2 separate regions of the Zea mays genome follow, and region 2 is linked to region 1. A link is a contact called in public Hi-C data. All regions are on one chromosome and are shown on one strand. The core of a region is the stretch at or near the end of the contact, and the rest is flanking DNA. Distances in the headings are between cores, read along the strand shown. Region 1 holds the start of LOC103649910 (cation/calcium exchanger 4). Region 2 holds the start of LOC100283823 (peroxin Pex14).

Region 1 (5,261 bases), core at 2,621-5,120:
GGGTAAGTAAAAGTAAGTGCCTTATAATTGTCACTAATGTTATAAATATATACACGAAGTGACATGGGGGTCATTGTGGACATGAAATTACCCATTGGCGGCTTTGAGATATCAGCGCCAGTTTCAAAGACCATACAGAGATAAGAGATTTTTTTTATATAACTTCAGAAATACAAAGGAAATGTGACATGAGGATATGTAGCATACCTTTCCATCATTGAACTCTATTCCCTGTAAATGGTTTCAGGCATTCTATCTCCGGGTGTGATTTCTGACTAATTGTAGCAGGTAAAGACATGCTGTATGTCTATTGTGGTGCACTCATGAACGCTTCATGTCAGCGCCATTTGTAAGGTGCGTGTTCCCACAATTTAAAGCTCCCAAAACATCTCTCAAGTGAATATTATGCAAATAAAACACCATTGAATTGTAGAGTTCAAGGGGACATTAGCTATAATTGATTGTTCTGCAAATGTAAAACAGAACAACAATAACAAGTTAACAACAAAGTCTTTTACTCCCAAATAAATCGGGATAGGTTAGAGTTGAAACCCAATGGAAACCACAAGTTAAGGTTCGGCCATATGGATAACTATTTTTTACGTACTCATATTCAAAGCTAAATCTTTGAGGATACTTCGTCCTTTAAGTCTCCTTTTACTGCTTCTTTTCATGTTAAATTCGGTCTTTCCTTGTCTTTCTTTTATTACTACCACGTCTTAAGATCCTACTACGCACTGATGTCTCTGGAGGTCTCTGTTGGACATATACAAACCATTTCAAAAGGTTAAAAGGGGGTTGGTCGCCTTGATATATTACTAAGGCGTTGCCTCGCCTTACGCCTTGATGTTTAAAAGGTAAAAAGGGGGTCGGTCGCCTTGATTCACTTTATCGCCTTAAAAACTATGAATCCATGACCTCCCAGACTTACCAGCAATACAATGCAAGGTTGTTAGGGGTAGGTGTCAAGGTGTCCGTGCACGAGCTTGATAAGGTGGGAGGAAATGGACACCATGGAGGAGTACAACTTGTTCATGGACTCTGCCTGGTGGAGTGCCATGGCGTGCGCGGATGCCAAAGGCTGTGTTACATAAGGCAACCAGATCCAACGAGTGCTACTGCTCAGCATCCGAGTGTTTCTGATTTGGTACCTTCTAGTTTTCACACTACCAAGGGTGGGAGCCAGACATGTCCAATATGGCACAGTGGCTGGTCATTGCCGATATTGGTCTACTAAAAACCTACTTAGGACTATAAACAACATTTTGATTGGTCGACCACATCTCATATCAAGAGTAAAAGATATCACTTCTTGTTTGATATGGTTAAAAACTAAGAGTGAGGGCAATACAAGTTACAAAACTTGCTGGGCATAGATCACATATAACCTTACAAACTTTGAGAAGTGGCAGCTCTACTCTACAGGATGGAAGGAGATTTACTGTTTGCAATGCAAATATGTAACAGGAAGTTCAAGGTGTGTTGACATTATTACTATGAGTGAAGATAAATTTATACATACAAATAATTGCCACAACTGCAAGCGTGTTTTCTCCCAAAAATATCAAACCCAAAAAATGTGCAGACAACTTGACATGCAGGACCACAAGTACAGAACAGACCAACACTGTATAACTTCATTTCATTTATATAAAATGGCAGCCATGAGCAAGTACTTTGACATTAATCCCAACTTTACAGGCAAGTAATTATCTAACTCGATCCAGGCAGTGGCAATATGCCGACAGCACTGCCTACCCTAATAAAAAGAAAAATTGAGTAAAGAGCAATGAGGCCAACTCCAAGTATCTTGTTAGGCCGCATGTCACCTCTCGGCAGCATAACAAGAGCCCAGATCAATCCAGCAACAAGAAAGCTCATTGTGTAAATAAGAGAGTGGTCCTGTGGAAGAACATACGAATTGGGTGCCGTTGACCAAGCTCCAAGCAACATTGATATACCCAAACCAGCAAGTGTATTAAACATAGGTCCTGCATAACATCCAGACATGGCAATCTGCACGCCGTCACCTCCATTCATCGCTAAAGCAACATTTGACATCAAGTCACCCATTGAATTTCCCCATGCTAACACTGTTAGCCCAAGTATTGAAGGATTAATTCCCAGTATCACACCCAAAGCAACCAAAAGTGCAACCAGTTCATTAGCGATGATGTAGAACCAGATGATGCTCATCACAAAGCCTCCAAAAACCCATGGAAACAAAAACCTCCGTGGAGGACGTTCATTACTGGTGAACAGGAAAACCAGAGCAGCTAGTGCAATCCCCAACATGACAGCCATAACATATGCTGCTATGCTAACCTTTGTGGATACTGTATCCTGACTGCTCCATAAAAATGCCAAAAGAACAGGCGCCAAGCAAGAACTTGCAACAGCATATTCTTTGGACCAGCGGTCCTCCTCCACTATAGGAATTGTCAACTTTCTTGGTATCGTCAAGGGAAGCTCCATAAACGAGAACAGCTTGTAAATATTGAATGTGGAGTTATCCACTTCTCCCTCACTCCAACCCCATAATGGCCTTGAGCTGTCAGGCGAACCATCTCTATTTCCATGATTTGAGTAGATGGCTACATGAGAAGCCCACATCCACTGAGGCACGGATGTATTCATTTGGGTTACCTCACCATCTGCATCCTCCTCAAGAAGTGAACTGTATGCTGACTCATCCTGCTCTGCTCCTTGTTCAAATATACTTGCCCTCACAGGCAACAACGGTGTGAACACATCAAACTTCAGCCTCCTGGCATGCTTCCTCAATACCTCATTTGCAGCAACAACAAATGCATAGACCACATAAATCGACACAAACATCATAGCTCCCCAAACAGTCACCTTCCCAATGGTCAACACTATAGACAAAGCCAAAAGAGTCACCAGAAAGAACCCAACATCCCTCACGAAACACCTCCTGTCAATCTGCACATTCTTCTCGGCAACACACAACGACACCGCCCCGACCACAACACAAGTCACAAATACAGCTCCACCCAGAACGCTGTTCAGCCCAACATCACCAGCACCGCTCCCCATAAACGCCGCAATGCTAGCAAACACGTCAGGGGCTCCATTACCAAAGGGGAGCAGCGTCACGCCAGCCAAGGTCGGCGGGAGCCGCAACAGTGCCGACATCTTCTCAAGGCTGCAGCAGAAGTAGTCGGCAGCAGTATTGCCCAGCATATAGAACAGCGCGGCCAGGCATACCCCGAGCACCGCGTAGCCCAGCACCCTGAACCTCTCGCATCTGCAGTAGAAGAAGCCTAGGTAGTCGACGAACCCATCGGAGCTGCACTGCGGGTGGGCCCGGAGGAACTCGCACTGCGTCCCGAACCCCTCGTGCAGCGCGATGCCCGCGCACGCCACGGAAGGGTCCTCCGGCTGCTCGCCATTTAACGGAACGGTCCCCGAAGCCGAAGGGTTCGCGGCGCTGGATGCGGGGCCGGCAGGGTCGGCATCGGAGAGGAACCTGCGGTGCACAGGGTAGAATCCGGAGCCTAAGAGCCGCGCGGCGCGCGGTGAGCCCCCATCGGAGCGGCTGTACAGGAGGAGGAGGAATAACACCAGGGAGACGGCGGCGAGGGGCCGAACCCGGCGCGGCTGCGACGCGATCATCTCCGGCAGGTTCAGGGTGAAGGGTTTCCGTAGTCGCACATGCCGAATTTGCGGTCGGATTTGGGGATTTGTCAGGTACGGGGTGACTCGGAGAATTGTGGCCGGGGTCAGGGTTTGCCGTAGATGTTGGGCGTGGTTCCTGGTTCGGTAGTTGACGACGAGAGGAAGCGAAGGAGACGAGACGACAACAGGTTCATTGGTTGCCCACTTGCCCTTTGCCTTGTCCGTTCTCCGTTGCTCGGCTCCGTCCGAAAAGCTGGTGACAGTGCGGGGTGGGTTGGACTTGGCCAATCCCGGTCATTTGATTTTTGCTCTTAAACTACGAAATTAGTTTGTTTTGACCTTCACAACTTTTAAAACAGTTGTTTTCACCTGGAATAATTTTGATAGTCCATGTGGCACTATGTCATAGGTGTAAATAAGAGTATAAGACAAGTTTTATTTGGAACCTAATCATGTTTATTTGAGTCCAACGGTAATAAGATATTACACTAAAAATTAATATTGATCTATTCAAACTAAGATTTTATTTGGAACGTAATCATGTTTATTACTCGTTCTAATGCTAATTCTAGCTGAAGTTCGTGTTCAAATGTTATAATTTTCAGGTTTCACTTATTCATCCCCTTTCTGGGCGACTTTCACAAACCCTCCTCATCCGTGAGCAACGCATCCTTCTAGTGCTTATAAGCATAGGGAGTCGTTGCTTGCCACACTCGTACCCCCAATCACCCCTTTTTCTGAGCTCAGAACTCCTTATCACGGATGGATCCCTGCAAAGGGTCAGCCGGCGAACCCTCTTCAGGAGGAGGCAATCCCACCAACGAGTACTAGGTCAAGGTAAGATCCTTCTAGCCCATGATTGTTTGTGTGTTATTTTGGTTATACTTATTATTATACACATGTTCTTGACTTTCGGTTTTCTTGCTTAAGGGCTACGTCCCGCGCCGACAGTGGTCGGGACGTTCCCTCCTCCATGGGGTTGTCCTGGTCGGGCTCGTGGGATGCCCCTCCATCGGTCTCGGATTCTGAGCTTCAGGGAGCCTTTCTGTCGCTTGGGCTGCTCTTGATGTTGTCGACGCTGAGACAGGCCATCTCTAGGTTCGGCTTGTCAAATCCGACAGTGGTATGGTCGGTAATGCTCTTCTCGATATTTACTTTCGTGTTTTTCATCCGAATTACCTTCCTTTGCGCACCCTTTTCAGAGCTAGAGGGCGAGTTGTGGGAGCTACGCTATCGAGTGGGTCAGGCTATAGAGCACGTAATAGCTTGTAGTTTATGAGAGCACCTAGAGGGGGATGAATAGGTGATCCTACAAAATAGTCACTAAAAACACAAACTTAGTCTAAAATGATATTAGTGCAAAATAGTCATTAAAAACACAATTTTATCTCTAGTCTTAAAATATTTAATGAAGAAGAATAAACATGTTGCTTTTTATTTTCTCGACGGGGGTGGGGGAACTACACCTGATATATTGGGCTCTTGGCAGCCTAGAAAAACAACCCTAAAAGGGCAAGGAGATTACAAGCATCAAAGGGCATGGGAGAGGCGTCCATGCCAAGCAAAAGCATGGGTGGATTCAAAATATTTCAATCTACAAGCTCACAAGCGGGCATCTGCAA
Region 2 (5,120 bases), core at 780-3,279, 170 kb after region 1:
GTGAACAGTACGGGAGTACTGTTCATCTATTTATAGACGCGGGACGCAGCCCACGTAAAATTACATTTATGTCCATTACATTTGTCGATGACTTATGGAAATCTGACAAGGCCCACGTAGTCTTTTCATCTTTAAGTCGGTTCCCCTCTCTGCTATCGCGACGAAGCTTCCCTGCGCACAGCTTCGGCTGTGCACCATCCTTCGTGGAGCTTGGTAATCAGCCCGTCCTTCGTCTGGTTCAGGCTTCGTCCTGACCGCACTTCATGTTCGTAATTCTGAGTCCGAAGGTACCTGTTCACATAATCCACTTGGAAAACATTGTCAAATCATGTTTTTGAGGACCTTCGGAGGACGAAGGCCCCCAACAATTATCTTGTTTTATCTTTTAAACAAATATTCTCTTAATATGAAACTCATATACACCAAAAAGACACTATTCTAAGAAAACAATTTCTAATGTATCATCATAAATCTTTTGGTGATTATTCTTTAGACATTAATTCTAAATAATTTTATTTGTACAAGAATTTATGATTTATTTCCTACTAAGAGATGGTTCATAGGCACTAAATTTTACTCATTAAAAAATTTGGAATCTTTCTTATTTTAATTCCAGTCCAAAGTTTTGACTTCAAGTTTTGTACTACCATCGGTTGAACATCACTATTTTATTTCCTCTATACATTATAAAGAATTAATATATTATTAAAAGACATTTTTATCTTAAATCCTTTGGAGAACTTTTATAAACCCTAAAATAGAATTTTGGGTGTTACACGAGAGCGTCCGAGAGAAGGCCAGAAGTAGAGCATCACTTACGTATGGAGAAAGCTCGCAACTCTTTATGAAGTTACTCGTCCGGATGCTTGATTCTCGCGTGAGTTTTTCTTTGCATAGAGCATCAACGAGAATAACATTAAAAGATAAGACATATTTATTAAATCTAATCAAGTCTATATTTAATATTCATAATTAATATTTAAATATTTGTACTAGACTCAAAGAAAGGATAAAAGACATACGACGTTGAGTCTGGACTCACATGCGCACGGTCATAGACTCATACTTAGAGATGGCAATGGGTACCCGAAACCTAAAACCCGATGGGTTTTTACCCCATTAGGGTATGTACAGTGATGTTTAATGTGGAGGCACTTAAGGTGTCTTAAGGGGGGTATTTGTAAAAAATTTTAGAGCCGTCTCTCCGTGAAGAGACGCCTCTGGCTCGTAAACCAAGTAGCAACAGACGCCTTACTTCCCACTGTACGAATTTGTCGTATGTTTTATCGATCTGATGCTGTACAAATGCATTTAATTATGTATTTATTAACATACTACATTTATAGACACTCCATTGTATAATAGAGTCTCTTAGTTGTCTCTTGTGCTTGGAGAACCGTTTTGATGTCTCTCTACTATACATGCCCATAGGGTACGGTTTTGGGTCAATTTTCATACTCATGGGTTTGTTAATGGGCATAAATCTATACCCGGCAGGTTTATGGGTACGGGTTTGTTTCTATAGTACCCAAACTCGTGAACTCATGTGTTTTTTAAACCCGACCAAATCTAATGCATATTATCATTTTATTTTATAAACGAACAACAAACTTGTTATTCTTTATTTACTTCATAATTTTTATCAATTGGTGAATATATCAGTAGTCGGTGAGAGTGTTGCTTGCTTGCTATTATAGTTTTTACTAGCGTTATATATGTGGTGGATGAATAACTTAGTGCAAGGTCACTTAATTATACAATTTATTATTTGTATTTCATTCTCTCTACTAATAATTTTTATACTAAATGATAAACTCGTTGTTCATTACATAGATTTTGGATCATGATATCATTAATCATTACGATACTTATTGATTAAAGAAAAACAAGTATATTGGAGATGAAACCTATAGGTAACCCATGGGTACCTGCTAACCCGATGGATATAGGTTTAGGCAAAATCTTAAACCCGTTATGGGTACAAATTTTTTAATGGGCATAAATATTTTTTACGCGGGGATGTTCCAGCGCGTCGTCGTCGTCCGATTCTGTCTCCCTCAGGTCGAGATTCGAGAGTTCCCGTGTTCGTCCATCCGCGCTGTGAGGTTCTCCGATGGCCGAGAAGTCACCCAGCTCCGCGCCGCAGGGTCAGACTCTCTTCCTTTCTCATCAGTTGTGCATAAAACACCTTCCGGTCTTTTCTCCGTGCGATTCTTGCGGCAGGTGTGACCTTTCTTTGCGTGGCGACTCTGGTGCCGGGTTGATTACCTCTGGTTAAATTCATCGGTAACAATCTGACGCGAATTATTCATCGAGTATTAGCGACGGCGAGGATTTGGTACATATGTCGTTGATGGGTCCTGCGGCTGCCGGCTGGAAGGAGTAGGAGACTAGGGATTCGTCCAATTCGTCGAATTGGCGTACAAAGAAGTGGATTTCTGAGCTATTCGAGGATATATTTTTTGTTCTGATTTGTCCTGTGAGAGTTCTTCGCTAGTAATCAGGGCTCTTTACTTGTTTAATGAATGGTTGATGAGCATGATGATGCTTATCTGGCTCATAAGTTTCAAGAGTAGGCTACAAAATGGATGCTCTAGCTTCTTGCATCAGGCGAAATCATAAAAGGCGCGCCCTTTTGTGGACACAGCCTAATGACTGCTGGTGGTTAGGACTGTGCAAGGCTGGAACTAAGGTTGCAAAAATGCTTCAAACCAAACTGGAACTAGCATGTTTCTTGGTCTTAAACAAAATTCAATAGATGTAAGTGGTGGGTGGGACAAAAGTTAATTCATGTTTGAAATTTGTAAACAGATTTCTGCAAATGTGTTGTGTATGGGCGCAGAGTTCAGGCTTGCATATAAATTACCCCTCTAACACTACTCCCATCACACAATGAAATGATGTGGACAAAATGGCAGTTCTGAGGGTTCGTCTTGTTCTTTTATTGACGACTCACTGTGCTTAACTGTTTACGCTTCCCCTGATCTCAAAACAAAATGGTACATTCTGATTTTCTGACTCTGTAGGTGGTTCTGGTGGGAATGAATCATTCGATAATCTTGTAATTCAAGCTCCACAGCTTATGAGGGAGGATTACATACAGAATGCTGTGAAGTTTCTTTCACATCCGAAAGTGAAGGGTTCTCCAGTATTTCACAGGCGTTCCTTCCTGGAAAAGAAAGGCCTTACAAGTGAAGAAATTGATGAGGCCTTTTGTAGAGTTCCTGTAAGATTTTATTTTCCTGCTACCCCTACTGTTTACCCTAGGTGAAAGTGTTTCTGAGCTAGCTTAATGCCTTATAGGACCCTAAGCCAAATGGAACAGATGCTGTAGCTGCTGGTAGGCAACAAGGTAACTTATCATTCTAGATATGGTGCAATTTACTGTGATACCATCTCATTTTTTGGACATCATCTTTATTTTAATTCTTTCTGATTTTTATTATTTAGATCTTCTTATTATGTTCAGCCCTAGCTATCACTTATCAGTATATGATTGTTGTTAAATTGATGGCAAAATAGCAGATCCAAATTATAAGAAATCTTAGAAGCTTGATTTGCACAATGTTTTTTTTCACCTGAACAAGGAAGATTTACTTCCTGTTTTCTTAGCTTTGTCAGGATAGCTGACAAACAAATAACACTAGTGAAAATTAGTATCTGTTTCTGCTTGATGAAGATACTTTCACTGTTCTTTCATTCCTCAGTTGCAACTGCTCTTATGTCTTGTATAGCACTTGCGATCAACTTATTTTGCTTTCTTGAATTAGTGACTAACTTATTTCAAATAATAATATCTTGATGTAGCTATAGGTTGATTGCACTATGATTCTCTTTTCCCTTCAACGATGGAATTGTCCTTGAATAGGAGTGGATGGAAATCGGCTATTCATGTGACTGAACCACAAATAGTCTTTATCCCTAGTAATATCACTATTAGTGATGCTTTTGTGTATATAGTTAGTTGCCCGTGCATCGCTATGGTTTCCATATATGATATATGATTTATTTGTACAACACAATCCAATATGAGTTGTAGTGGTTAGAGACGAGTGCCCTCTTTCTAGTTATCACGGTTTGAATCCTCGTGCTGGTGATTTTTTTATGTTTCGTTGGCGTGAGGAGGGGGGCGAAGCAGGAGATCCGACCAAATCAGAGGGACAGTGGATTGATTACAAAAGAAATATAAGGGTTTTTTTTGTAAAATTGATGACGGTGGAACCGTGGAACCAGGAAAACTGGTGGTTTAATATAGTAGAGATTTCTTTGTTTCTTTTCCCCTTTTGTGAGTGGTCTATGTTGGATTCAACTCTGTCCTACCTGGCTACCCAACTTAATTGGGAGCTGGAACTAAAAGGCTTAGATATTGTTGTTGTTGATGATGATAGTTCATACAAATTATTCCAGAATTTATGCCATAGACTGAAGTTAGTAACTGTCTTGTTTCTTTTATTCCTCCAGCAAACAATCCCAGTCAATCTGTTGTGCTGCAACCTTATACAGAAGTTCAACCACAAGCAGCTACTGCCTCTGCCACTGCTGGACCAATTGTTCCACATACAAAGGCACAGTTGAGCTGGGTAAACACACTCCTTGGTGCAGGTCTTTTTCTTGGTTTAGGGGCTAGTGCTGCCATAACCCTAAAGGTACATCTGGTCATTCTGTAAGTTTTTTTTTTAAAAAAATTATGTCAGATGCTGAACTTATTCCCATGAATATTTTTTTCTCAGAAATTGGTCATCCCTAGTCTGAAATCTTGGACTCGTAGAGTCGTTGCTGAAGGAGATGAAAATGCAAAGAGTGAACATACTTCCAAACTTTGTGAAGAAATTAGGGAAGCCATAAAAGTTTCTGCATCAGCCTTTTCTGATATTGCTAAAATAAACCAAGAAGTGCTTGCTTCAAAAGATGAAGGTTTCAGAATTTGTTTTTGATAATTTATCATATTTGAAAGTACAGTAGCCATTATATTTTTGGATTTTGTTACTTTAGTGAGTTAACTCCTTTTTACAGATAGGAAGGTACTCATGAAGTTAACAGAAGCATTCGAGTCACAAGAAAATGTGTTTAAATCATTGAGTGAGACCTTAAATCGTATCAGGGAGAATCAGCTTTCGGAT

The links. A called contact is a pair of places that touch in the nucleus more often than the background predicts.
Region 2: a Hi-C map of ear shows a contact between it and region 1, with 2.4 times the contacts expected there. The contact joins the promoter of LOC100283823 here to the promoter of LOC103649910 in region 1. A contact is called at or near these places in 3 of 25 Hi-C or Micro-C datasets (ear, leaf and tassel).

Annotation. Positions count from the first base shown.
Region 1 is chr3:30,089,501-30,094,761 of Zm-B73-REFERENCE-NAM-5.0, forward strand. LOC103649910 (cation/calcium exchanger 4) reads right to left here and starts at 3,871. Exons shown (of 1, transcript XM_008675594.4): 1 at 1,611-3,871. The coding sequence starts at 3,636. The coding sequence ends at 1,714.
Region 2 is chr3:30,260,238-30,265,357 of Zm-B73-REFERENCE-NAM-5.0, forward strand. LOC100283823 (peroxin Pex14) reads left to right here and starts at 2,030. Exons shown (of 9, transcript NM_001361356.1): 1 at 2,030-2,147; 2 at 3,027-3,226; 3 at 3,304-3,352; 4 at 4,462-4,646; 5 at 4,731-4,914. The coding sequence starts at 2,114.